4 separate regions of the Zea mays genome follow, and all the other regions are linked to region 1. A link is a contact called in public Hi-C data. All regions are on one chromosome and are shown on one strand. The core of a region is the stretch at or near the end of the contact, and the rest is flanking DNA. Distances in the headings are between cores, read along the strand shown.

Region 1 (3,105 bases), core at 171-2,670:
AAGGCATCTCACATCTGAGGTGCGTGGCATGGTGGCTCGACAAGGGCAGGGCAGGGCATCTTTACAGTTTGGAGCCGAAGAAGAGTTGCGTCCAGCTTTGAGCTTTGACACGAACCGGTTCGGGGAAACCAAGCAGCAGCGCACAGGCACGCAACGGCCTCCACCTTTCAGAGCGCGGCTGTGCCTCGCGCGCGCGCAGGCGCAGGCGCAGGCGCCGCAGCCTTTTTGACGAGAGGAAAAGCGACCGACTGGCGAAAGGGAATTCTTTGATTCCTCCTTTTCCTCGCCCCCTCGCCGCGCGCAGGCCGGTTATCATTGCTGTAATCTGCTTCATCCGCAGCTACAGCTAGCTAGCAATAGCCTGGATGGTGATTGCACATCTGAACGTTAATTTCTCAGATGCCATGGATCGATCCTTGCGCATGCATTATCATCACCCGTGTGTCAAAACAAGTCTGGATTACTCTAGCTAACGAGCCAAGATCACAAGGGCACACACACAAACAAAAATCAAGAACGTTTACGCTGCCAAGAGCGAGCACACGGACAACAAAGGACCAATGCATGCGCGCGAGTGGCGGATGCATGTAGCTACTAGGCTAGCAGTCATCGGGTCTCCTCCGCCGCCTCGGCGCGCCTCGCGGCACCGGAGAGCGCGGCGAGCAGGTTGAGGTGGTGGTGGTGGTGCTGCTGCTGCTGCGCCTGTGCCATGGGCACGTACCCCGCCGCCGCCTGCTGGGCCTCCAGCGGCGAGAAGCCCCAGCTGGCGTCCGCTGCTGCCGTCGTCCGCGGCGCCGCCGCCCAGAACGCCGGCACGGACGCCGCCGCGGCGTCGCCGCCCTCCTCGCGCGGGCGCTTGCCCAGGACGACGACGGTGGCCTGCTGCTGCTGCTGCTGCTGCTGGTAGTGGGAGTGGGAGGAGGAGGACGTGGACGGCGCGGAGGAGGAGACGAAGACGGCCGGGGTGGTGCCGGAGCCCGTGGCGGCCACGATGGAGGGCTCGGCCTGGCGGAGCAGCCACTCGATGGTCTGCCCGTCCGACTTGAGCCCCAGCTCGCGGGTCAGCTGGAACACGCGCGCCGCGCACACGATCGGCATCCGCACGCGCCGCCCGCGCCCGTTCACCTTGCTGTGCCGGTCCTTGCCGCCCTCCTTCTTGCCCGCCTTCGCGGGGGCCGCCGCCGTGGATGGCATCGGCATGGGCTGGTACACGTGGAACATGGCGGCCGCGGAGGCGGCGGAGACGTCGCGGGTGGTGGCCATGGCGCCTTCCGGTCCTGCTGCCTCTCGTCGTGTTGCGGGGGACCTGAGTGAGAGCGAGGGAGAGGTGGCTGGCGGTGGTGGACCGGTGGGGTTGGAGAGGTTTTTGAGGTGACGGGGGAGAGGGACACCCCAGCCCCAGGTAGATTTATAATGGATTGAGGTAGACTAGTCACATAAAGTTTTTTTTATTCCGCGTGTTTTACCACTCTAGTGCCATTTCACTGCCTACGCATTCGTTCAGCTGAAACACACGAAAACTCCGGTAAACGATGCCTATCTGACCAACCATGTAGCATTTCAGTTTCGTTGGCTACAACAGAACACGCACATTCAGTTCGCAATCCTTTCAAGATTTGACACCCCTGTCACACACAATGACGTGTGAGTTCACTTGTGAGTCGGGCTTATAAATTGGATCTCAAATTTCAAAGTCTCTCTTCCATGAATACGTTTTTTTTTTGTCACCTAAATTTTAGTTGAACCAAGAACGAATAGCGCTAATCTCTAGATGATGTAAACAAGGTGTAAGCTAGAGCGAGAGGAAGTGAGCATGAAATGGATGACACCGCAGGGAAGTGCAAAGGCAGAGGGGGTGGAAGAAGAGGACCGGGGTGCAGAGGTGCAGTAGGCACAGTACCCGTGGGGGAGGCCGGGGGGAGCAGGGCACATGGGAATCTGGGTCCAGCGGGCTCTCACTTTGCTGGAATCTGCAGGTCTTTTACAAATAGTAGCAGGGGCATGTGGCAAGGCTAGCTAGGAAGGGGCTCGTATAACAAAGCCTTATCTTGTATGGGTGGTGAAACAAATCAACTGTGCGGGCACAGAGGCCCTGAGCTGGGCGAGATCCCCTCGCTGTATTTTCCAGCGCTATCTGGCTTAGCCAGGCTAGCTAGCGATTGATGGAGCGTTTGGTTATCCCCACTAAAGTTTAGTCTATGTGATATCGATTGTTTGAAAATCAATTACTAGTATTAAATATATTAAGAGTATTAAATATATGTTTAATTAGAATTAATGAATCCGTCTCGACGTCTAAGTATTTATCTATGTCATTAATTTATATATTTAACACTTGTAATTCTTATTTAAATATTCGATATGATAGAAACTAAATTTTAGTTTAGTTTGGTGAAACCAAACACCTCTGAGTCAAGAGTAGAGACTGGGCTCAAGACCGATCGTTTTCACGCAAAAAGGCTCATCGGCTTTCGGACTCAGTGGATATGCATGGGTGGGGCACACTGCTAGGTGACTATGGACAACTCGCTCTCGTCCATATCGCATTTTCAGTAGCGTTTTCTAAATTTCGTTCTCTAAAAAAATATTCTCTTTCCTTTACAACACACTCTAAAAGATTTCGTCCTCTAAATTTTCTTTAACGTTCTCTAAATTTCGTGTTCTATATCTACATTATAACAGAATCGGCGTGACACGAGGGGCGGATGGTTGCCTGAACCGTGCTGTTCGTGGATTCAGCCGCCAGACCAAGGGTGACGCTTCCCGTTCCCAGGCAGCGGCAACCGTCATTGTATACTATAGTAAGCTTGTTTGGTTGACGTGTGTCGTGTGTCGAAATTCAGTATTGATGGCGGTAGTGACGTGTGTCGAACGAAGGCGCGAGAACCGGGGTTGAGGAACCGTACCGCGCGGCTAGCCTACTTTGCCAGCCGGCGAGCAATGCCAAAACCGGATATGGATCGAGTCGAGGCGCTGTGCCGTGTGGCACGACTTGGTAGCAAAAGTTCTGCATTTGATTTTGACTCGGGGGCGATGACGAATGAATGGACGGACCACCAGCCTTCTAGCTAGTTTTGGATATGATGATCTGCATGTCTCGCGTCA
Region 2 (3,105 bases), core at 214-2,713, 240 kb after region 1:
AAAGAGAGTTAGTCGGTGCTCTAGAGATGAGGTGGCAAAACAAACTTGCAATTTCCAACAGCCCCCATTCAACATCAAACCATCCAAACAAAAATAGATCAGCATCAATTTCTACAGCATGGATTAGCATTAAGAAGAAAGAAAATTTGGGCAATGTAAGCATGCACATGCAGTAAAAAATAGGAAAAGATGTCAAATGTATTAGCACGAATAGTCATCATGGAATTTACAAGTCCAATCTCAAATAACTTGACAATTCATATTAGATTAGAGAAATAATTTAATCGTGACTAAATTGGTACTCCATATTTCAAATTGTAAGACATTTTGATTTTTCTAAATACATTGTTTCAACTATATACCTAGCCATATTTAAGTGCATAGCAAAGGTGATGTATCTAGAACAGCCAAAATGTCTTATAGTTTGGAATGGAGGGACTTAGGGACTAGTAATTTAGTCAGAGATCTTTTTGTGTGTGCGTGCACATCCCAACCTGAACTTATGAATCATGCAATGCCCAATGCTGCAAGCAATAATTCATACAAATTGAAAACAGCCGCAAATGTTTGTAGCTATCCAGGTGATAAGAAAATCACAACTATATACACAGTTGAATTTACATTTTAGTTATCTTCAATTAACACTGCAATGCTAACGAGAAAGGATGGAAGCCCTAATCGATGCAAAGACACAAACATAAGAAGACAAACCCAAAATAATACACTTCCAGAGGATCTAATTCTAAACCCTCCGCAATGACCTAATGTAATGCACGTGCTAAGACGTCATAATGCTGTTTCATATCTCTGCTACCTAGCAACAGAAAAATACTAACATAAGAAATCAGAGGAGCGAGAGCGGAATACTGCACAGATCGAACCTTTGATCCCTAGGGAGGTCTGCCCGGATCCGACAGCCGTGAGCGCGTGCTCTATCTGCACAAGCTTTCCCGACGGGCTGCAGAGAAATCAACCAAAAAAATTCACATCAAACCACCGTAACGACGCAAAAATCCCACCGATCTCGATGGGGGAGACGAGTAAGCGAGCGATGTAGCGAGGGGAGCACGAACCTGAAAGTGGTAAGCGAGAAGGAGTATTGGCTGTCACCCATGACCGAGGCGCGGAGTCACCTCGTTGCCTCTTCCGGGTTGGAGTGTCGGCGATTCGTGGCAAGGTTTTTGCTCTAGCGAGGGAGAGAGGTGGCTGAGGAAAAAAAGGGGAAGACAACGACGAGACGGAGCAGGGAAAGAGATGGAGAATCGCAGGAGGAAAGAGAGAGCGGAGTGTTTCTCAAGAAGAAACGTTTTGGGCTGGAGTCCAAGTTGTACTTGGGCTGGCTATCTGAGTTGGTGACCAAATATAGGTTGCACCTGGGCTGGGCCTGACCCACCGCCGCCTCTTCCGCCTTGCACGGTTCCCCCAACTCCCTTCTCCGACGGCCACTGCCCACCGTCACAGCAGAAGCTCCTCCGGTCCTCCCTTCTCTCCGTAGAAACATTTCCCGACGGGTGTTTCCCACGCCGGAATGGACCAGCCGGCACCATAAGCCCAAGATTCGTTTGGTACGCTCTATTTCATCCGTATCTTTACTTCAATACGTATACGGTTATGGTTGAGATAATATTTAAGGGCGTTGAGGGAAGTAGCGGCTCATGTCGTCGGGTTAGGGGAATTGAAGTTCCTGACTGGTTTCCGGTGCGCGTTTTTTTGGTATTTGGCTGGCATCCTGAGTCCGCTGCTGCCCGCCGAACGATGGTCGATCTGATGATTGGGCAGGCAAATACCCAGATCGGTGGCACCGGCGTTTAAGTTGAAGAGGAGCTGGGGTAGATTGGCTTGGTTTCTTCATTAGTACACACTGTTGTGGATGCTTCACCTTGGCATGATTTAATTAATATCTTGAAAGTGTGATTCATACATTGCAGATGAGTTTGTACGATACTGGCTCTACAGTTAGGAGAACACATTTAATCTACCTTCACTAGGTATGATGGTAGGAGAAAATATTTATGATCAATAAACATTCTATGTGTTTGACTATGTTGTCAGGGGACCATTCTTTTGTTGTGCCAGTCTTTTTCCCATTTTATGAGAACTTGTTGCTGAGTGGTTAGTTCATGAATTTTTTGTATTATTATTGCCAATAACTATCTGAATCTAGTTCCATGATGTTTATCTTGGTTTGGTATTTTGTTGTCCGTGAAAAGCTCACTGTAATTCATTTTGTCTATATTACTGAATCTTTCTAACTTAGTATTGTTTTTTATTTTGCCAGCATTCAGTAATGCCTTTGCCTAAATCAGACCTGGGGTCATAACTCTTTAGTAGAGAACCAAGAAGATGCAGGTGAGTTCGCAATTGCTTCATTAGCACGTTGATTGCATATATGTCAGTCCTCCCCTAAATTTTGAATGATCATGTTTCCTTATGCTACTTCATGCATCAGTTATGCCACTATTTAAGATCATATAGCCAACGGTTTGTATTTCATAGGGAGCGATGTCATCTTTTTCCTCTTAGGGCCGTTTGGATCTATTCATTTTGGAGAAATTGGAATTTACTTAATAAAGTAGATTATTTGGCTTGGAATTTGACATTCCACCACTTTCTGAAGCTCAAATATAAGTCTATCTTAAGTTCATGGGGTAGAATATGGGAAATGATTTTATCTCCCACATATTGCTAATAATAATATACAAATATATTTCGACAAAAACTATATTAGCTTAGTTGATCTTTGCCTAAATTTCTATTATTAGAATAGAATTCAATTCCAAGGATCCAAACGAGACGTTAGTTTATTGAGTATGGTGTTGTAGTCAACAAGGAAAATTCTACATGCTACATCAAATCATGCACCACACCCATCAGATATTTTGTGTCACAAGGTTCTTTCTTAACATGAAACCTGAACCTTTTTGGCAATACCTTTTATCTCTAGGCATCTAGGGCAAGGCTTTTCAAGGAGTACAAGGAGGTACAGCGAGAGAAGTCAGCTGACCCTGATATCCAATTAATATGTGATGATTCTAACATATTCAAGTGGACTGCTCTTATCAAGGTAACTTTTAAGTGCAGTGACAGGCAGGATTAGCTGTTTAT
Region 3 (3,105 bases), core at 213-2,712, 200 kb before region 1:
GCTTGTTCAGCTAGCTAAACCAATGTAATCCTCAGATCCAATTGTATATGTAACCCTGTCGGCACGTCGGATCGCTGCTAGCGAGTACGTTACAAAGCCTTTCATGCATTGCATGCCATCATGCGCGTTCGACTGGAACGCACACAAACCAAGCAGAAAAGATACTAGTAATAGCCTGTGTTTAATCTAGCGCATTACGGGCCGTGGAGCGGAATTGGATGGGGCCCATGGGGAGAGGTGGAGCCCCCGCGCACGAACGAGCCAGCGAATGAGCCGAGATCGAGCTAGCCCGCCCGCGCACCATTCGCCGACCGCGCGTATTCTAGCCCGCATGCTTTGGGCTTGGGAGCCTTTACAGCAGGCACGGCCGCCTTTTGCCGTCGGACGGATCGACGTCCGGATCAGCGGAAAGGAGGAAGGCAAGTAGGGCGACCACTAGCACTAGCACGAGCACTAGGAGAAGCAGCAGGAGAGGAGGACTAGAGCTAGCTGCCCGATGAGCCATCGTCCTCGGCTCTGTTCTTTCTACTATGGCCTCTCGCTTACTAGCTTGCACCTCCTCGTTAAGGGAAAGAACAGTGGGGCGCGCGGGGCCCGGTGAGCTAGGAAGAGAACGGCCAGTGTTCCTAGCGGGGGGATCCCATGGCCCATGGGCCGAAGACGCAAAAGTTCTTTTAAGTGTAGTTCTTGCCTGAGACTATCTTCAACGGTGGATGCTAGCGTCCTCCTCCTCTCTCCGTGACGGCTACAGGCCACCCCTAAACGCTACAACGGTTGCCCCTACCGGTGCTACAGTACTAGCGGCGGGTGGATGAGCATGCTACATCAAGGGGTACCCCAAGGACTCCCCTTGCCTCGGTTTGTGTGTACAGCAGTATTTATTAGTTGAGAAAAAATTGATAATAGATGGTGAATATGTATGGAAAATGGTATTTTATGATTATAGTGGGGGTATAGGGGAAGGATTTAGGGGGAACCGCTATACAGGGTAAAGATATAGGGGGGAACAGAACGCTGACATGGCACGTGAGTGGGATATAGGAGGAGAAATTTAGGAGTAACCGCTGAAGACAGTCTGAAAGCTGAGGCTTCCAGAGAAATAATTGGTGCTGTAGATGCATTCATTGAGCTAAAAAAGAAACACACCACTAGTATAAAGAGAGAGAGAAAATAACAAGAAAAGAAAAGAAAAAAATTATTTGAAAGTAACAGCGACCCCCAAAGGAAAAAAAAAACAGCTTGCAACCGCACCACCGAGCGACCAAATGCATGCATGCCCATGCCCATGCCCATGCCCTCAGCAGTCAGCACTCCAGCAGCAGCAAGCCATGGCCCTGTTTTTTTTTCAGCGGACCGAACTCGCGGTGGTGCCTCTGGCCCGGACGGGAGGAGCTAGGATAGGACCCGGCGGCCGAACTCGCGGTGGTGCCTCTGGCCCCGCCGTAGGCTCCACCGCCTCGTCGAGGAGGTGTCACCGTGCCTGTGCTTTCTTTACAGCGACAACCCCCCGGGGAGCCCAGATTTGGATTCGGTGCAGATCTAGCCGGGGCCAGTCCAGCCGGCGGCCGGTTAGTTTATTGAATTGGGGGTTGGGGGTTGCTGGAACTCACCAATGATTGCTGCAGACTTTTGTCAATTTTATTGACGTTTCTCCAATGGTTCTTTGCGATTCTGTTTCCTTTTTTTTGTTGGTTCACCACGATCTTTTTTTTTGTGTATGTGTGTTTGTGGCGTGGAATTGTCCAGTCAGTACTCATTAGAGCATCTTTCCTGAACCCAGTCTTTAAATTATTATTTGAATATTCATTTACATAAAAAATCAATGTATGTATCCTTTTAGCCTCCAACAGCATATCTTGTATGTAATTTAGAGCAACCACAATAGTTTATATAAAATCCTAGGTACATATAGAGTTTTGTAGTGGGGTTTTTAAAATAGAAAACTTTTTTTTGGCTGGGGTTAACCAAGGGACTAGCTATTTGTTACCTTTTCTGGAGAGAAAAATCACATGCAAGTGCACGGGAGAGGAAAGACACATAGTTGGGCGCGAGGGAAGAGATAGGCAGTAGGAAGCCCTCGGCAAAGATGTCGAGGAAATGACGAGCGGGATTTTGGGATAGATAGGAGATCAAGAAAGCGAGTCCGTTGTACGTGGTTTCACTAGTACAAACAAGTTCAGTAGTGGTGGTTGAAAACCTATTAAGGCTTTGTTCGTTTACACCAATCCCGCTCTGGATTAGCATGGATTGGAATTAAATCCATGCCTCAATCCATGCCCCAAAATAATCCAAGACTACTTAATTTTTTTTATTCGGTTAAACCCATCATGGAATATAACCCAAAGGTTTGAGAATTTTTTAAACTATGGAAGACATGGATTCTATCCATAGCCCATTAGGTATGGAACAAATCCATGAGATATTGCACAAGTTTACATTAGAATCCATGGATCAAAAGAATAACTAGCTTTGAAAGTCATATGGATTTGTTGATGGATTTAATCCCAACATGGGATTGGGTGTGAGATATGGATTCACCCAATCCATACCCGGATTAAATCCATGGTGGGATTATATCCCATGTAACCGAACAAGGCCTAATATTGATGTTATTTCGAACCATTTACGGATCAGTAAAAATATTTTTTTCATAGGCGAGTAACTAAGAACCGCTAGTTGAAATCAATTTTCATTGACGGTTCCGTTAATACAACCGCAGTAGAAATCGATTTCTAGTGTCGGTCGATGTAATAAAACCGCAAGTATAAATAATTCTAGAAAACATAAAATGGGTTTTTAAATTAGCAAAAAAAATATTTTCATTAAAGGGATACCCCTCTACGTCTCAAATCACGGTAATTTTCACACAAAATTCACGCGTTACACGGCTCCAGGCTCTCGAACCCAACCTCACCCTCAGGCGTAACCTCGACTGCCACTCCACCTATCAATTAGCATGTGGCTAGATAGCAATTTTTCGCCCACATATTAGAACAAACCGAGTATAAATTGATTGTTTAAGACTGTAAACAAATTCAAACGAAAAACTTGTCAACTACAAAGTTTCATAACTTTTAAAGTCCTACACGTTTTATTTTGATACTT
Region 4 (3,105 bases), core at 275-2,774, 140 kb after region 1:
AAGTTGTGGAGAATAATGTGCATGAACTCACCAAGGGTGGGAGTTCATGTGATGTGTAAGGCTGATCAATAATAGGGGAACTTTTATTAGCAGTTACTAAATGTAAGTAAATACCAAACCATAATAATAATAGAACAAAATTAATAATAAATCCCATACAATGCAAATGACAAATTGAATTTAGTTCCATAATTTAATCATGCGAGAGTCTTGAGATGCTCATGACCGCGAGCACGACTAGTATATCAGTTTTACACTTTGCAGAGGTTGTACCCTGTACCCACAAGTCATGTTACCCATCTGCCAAGAGGTCATGAATCCCATACACCTCTACCAAGGAAGCGAGGTAGGGTAACACTACGAGGCCTTTACCTAGTTCCACTAGCTTCAGAAAACTCGCTACAGTTTCTAGGAAGAGCAATGCAGGAATCCTCCGTCTGACCGCCATCACAGCAAAATCAACCCGGGAACCTCCCTACACGCCTACTCCCCTACTGCCCTTGCCTCTATCGGGTAAGGTAGTCCTCCACTAGATTTCCTAGTTAGTAAGCCAAGGGCGTCCCATTCCACCCTTGTGGTGGCACATGTTTCTCAAGGTAAGCTCCATGTTTCAATTAAAATAATGATCTTGTCATGAACAATAAATAAAATAACAGTATAATTGGCACATGAACATAATATAATATTAAACCCAAAACCATATAGAGCAATAGCAAAACTACCCAAATAGTTTAGGGGTAAACAAAGTAACAAGATAACCAAACTAGGGTGACCTATTGGGTCCCATCAAAATTAAGCCTATGCATGAATAAGTGATAATAAAGAACATTGTTGGGTAATAAAAGTGGTCAAGGGCACAACTTGCCTTGAATGAGCTCCTGCTCAGCAACTTCTACTTGCTGAACTCCGGGATCCTCAGCCACTGGCTCTTCTACTCGCCACAATACAAACAGGCATAGTATAAAGAAGAAATTAACATCACACCAAACATGTATACAAAATACATATTAATAATCTACACATTGAAATAAGATCATAGGAACAGGAATCATTAATTTTGGAGTTATGGATTTTAAGTTATGAATTTCCAAAGGTTCTATGTGCTAGGTACAAGATTAATTAGGAGATTAATTTTAATATAGTTTTCATGTCAAAACAGAGATACTATGTGATAAACCATATTATTACAAAATTATAGGAACTGGAATGGATCAATTTGGACTAATATGAATTTTCTAGGAATTTAACAAGTTCTAACCATTATTTTGACATTTAAAATCATTTTCTAATTTCTTTTCCCTGGTTTTCTAGTTTCCTGGACTGGGTACATAATAACCAGAGAGTTCAGGGGCTACCGTATAAAAATTCCTAAGACTCAGAACTCCCTGCTGATGGACTGCGGGTTGATTCATAAATTTTCCAGGGGCTCATGTGAAAAAAGCGCGCAGCGAAGGGGTATCGCGAATCTTGGGCTGTTGGATCGAAAATGTGTGCCTTAGATTAGATCAATGCCGCCGTGAAACGGTACGCCATCGTGTGTCTAGGATTCGATCCAACGGTCCAGATTTTTATGCGGATCCGAACGGCGTCGTTCCTCCGATCATCCGTCAACGCCCCTAATTTTATTCCTCCCGAACCGGTATCCTACACCTAATCCGAGTCACATCTGGACGATCTAATGGCTCACACGAACTCGCCCACCTTCTTTCCCACTACTGGCCGGCGGCGTTCCACGCACGGCGGCGCTCTCACCGGAGTATTACGCCTCCCTCATTCTCGACCCGATTACCCACGCCAATGACTGCAAAACGTAGAGTAGAGTACGCCGAAACACGGAAAAGGTATCTCACCACTGCTAGACGCACGGGCGGACCTGGCCGCGGAATCTTGTGGTTCACAGTGAGACCGGTCTTCGACGAGCAATTAGGTCGGCCCTGGTGACGAATCCCCAACGGTTCGGCAACGTCCACCCTTCCCCAGCTAGGAGAAGCGCAAGACCACCCCACCGCAGACCCTACCGTCGACGAGTGGAGGATCTCCTGCGGCGGCGGCGAAACAACCACTGCTCCCACCGTTTTCTCTTCTCACAGGGGTGGCAAAAACAGCGGCGCGGCTATTGACGTGCGCAAGACGAAGAGGAAGGAAAGGACTACGACCCAGCTTCCATATAACGGCTTAAGGGGGGAAGAAGAGTCTGCGTTGATCGCGAGAATCCTGACGGTAGCTGCGTCGGCCGTGCGCGAGTGGGGGTCGAGGAAGTAGCCGACATAAGGGCCCCACATGGCAGACTCTTAGGCTCACACCTACAGCTAACGTCCCGACTGAGCGTCCTAGTTGGTCAGCGAGCGCAAACCAAACGCGACGTATAATGTGCGGACTGACGAGTGGACCCCACGTGGCAGTCACATGCGTGGTTGGCGCATGCGGGCTCGAGGGAACAGGTGGCTGGGCCGCGCGTGGTAATAGTTTACTAGACCGAATTGATCTGGCGGCCCAACTGGATCCTTTTCCCTTTTTCTTTTGTATTTTATTTTTCTTTTCTTTTCTCCTTATTCAAAATTCAAATTTGAATTTAAATAATATTGTGAACTTGTATTCATTTTTGAATGTATCCTTTGATCAGGCCATTATGGGCATAATTTATTTATTTTTCAATTTACTTTATATTTTATAGTATAACTTTCTCCCTTCTCTTCTTTTCTTTGTTATTTTCCCACTCTTAAATATTCCAAATAGATATTAAATCTCCAATTTGGACATTAATTTATTTCCTTACCGTGGTTTTTATTTTTACTAGATGCACATACAACAAAACCAACATGATGCACGATTATTTTCAATATTATTAGTTGTTTACTTGCTTCTCAATGTGGTGTTCACATGTTTAGTTGAACAGTGGCAAAATACATAAGAGAGTTCTCTCCTTTAATATAGTTTACAAACTTGGGTATTACAAAATGTCACGCAAGATGGGTCAATAAGAACAACCTCTTAAAAGCCATATGCTTTCACTTGTGATGAGCATAAAAAGATGAATGGAAAGAATAAGGTTGAGAGCTCAAGCTCCTCAAATGAAGAAGAGGGCATTGAAGAATAAGAACAAGA

The links. A called contact is a pair of places that touch in the nucleus more often than the background predicts.
Region 2: a contact with region 1 is called in a Hi-C map of endosperm, with 4 times the contacts expected there. The contact joins the promoter of LOC100284000 here to the promoter of LOC100284201 in region 1. A contact is called at or near these places in 5 of 25 Hi-C or Micro-C datasets (bundle sheath, ear, endosperm and 2 more).
Region 3: a contact with region 1 is called in a Hi-C map of leaf, with 4 times the contacts expected there. The contact joins the enhancer-like site here to the promoter of LOC100284201 in region 1. A contact is called at or near these places in 2 of 25 Hi-C or Micro-C datasets (leaf and tassel).
Region 4: a Hi-C map of leaf shows a contact between it and region 1, with 4 times the contacts expected there. The contact joins the enhancer-like site here to the promoter of LOC100284201 in region 1. A contact is called at or near these places in 2 of 25 Hi-C or Micro-C datasets (endosperm and leaf).

The regions. Positions count from the first base shown.
Region 1 is chr4:150,804,120-150,807,224 of Zm-B73-REFERENCE-NAM-5.0, reverse strand. LOC100284201 reads right to left here and starts at 1,420. Exons shown (of 1, transcript NM_001279800.2): 1 at 370-1,420. The coding sequence starts at 1,263. The coding sequence ends at 607.
Region 2 is chr4:150,561,792-150,564,896 of Zm-B73-REFERENCE-NAM-5.0, reverse strand. It overlaps LOC100284000 (ubiquitin-conjugating enzyme E2 16), which reads left to right and starts at 1,463. Exons shown (of 7, transcript NM_001156898.2): 1 at 1,463-1,565; 2 at 1,929-1,988; 3 at 2,279-2,349; 4 at 2,945-3,064. The coding sequence starts at 2,344. LOC100192809 reads right to left here and starts at 1,302. Exons shown (of 11, transcript NM_001358576.1): 1 at 1,074-1,302; 2 at 882-958. The coding sequence starts at 1,114.
Region 3 is chr4:151,006,273-151,009,377 of Zm-B73-REFERENCE-NAM-5.0, reverse strand. No RefSeq gene overlaps it. Among protein-coding and RNA genes, the nearest start is that of TRNAA-UGC, 3.1 kb to the left of the region's middle. Within about 2 kb of position 1,462, at least 11 of the 20 cell types and tissues checked have an H3K27ac peak or open chromatin away from gene starts, as enhancers often do. A contact at or near this core is called in leaf, where this site is marked.
Region 4 is chr4:150,664,385-150,667,489 of Zm-B73-REFERENCE-NAM-5.0, reverse strand. No RefSeq gene overlaps it. Among protein-coding and RNA genes, the nearest start is that of LOC542093, 88 kb to the left of the region's middle. Within about 2 kb of position 1,524, at least 17 of the 20 cell types and tissues checked have an H3K27ac peak or open chromatin away from gene starts, as enhancers often do. A contact at or near this core is called in leaf, where this site is marked.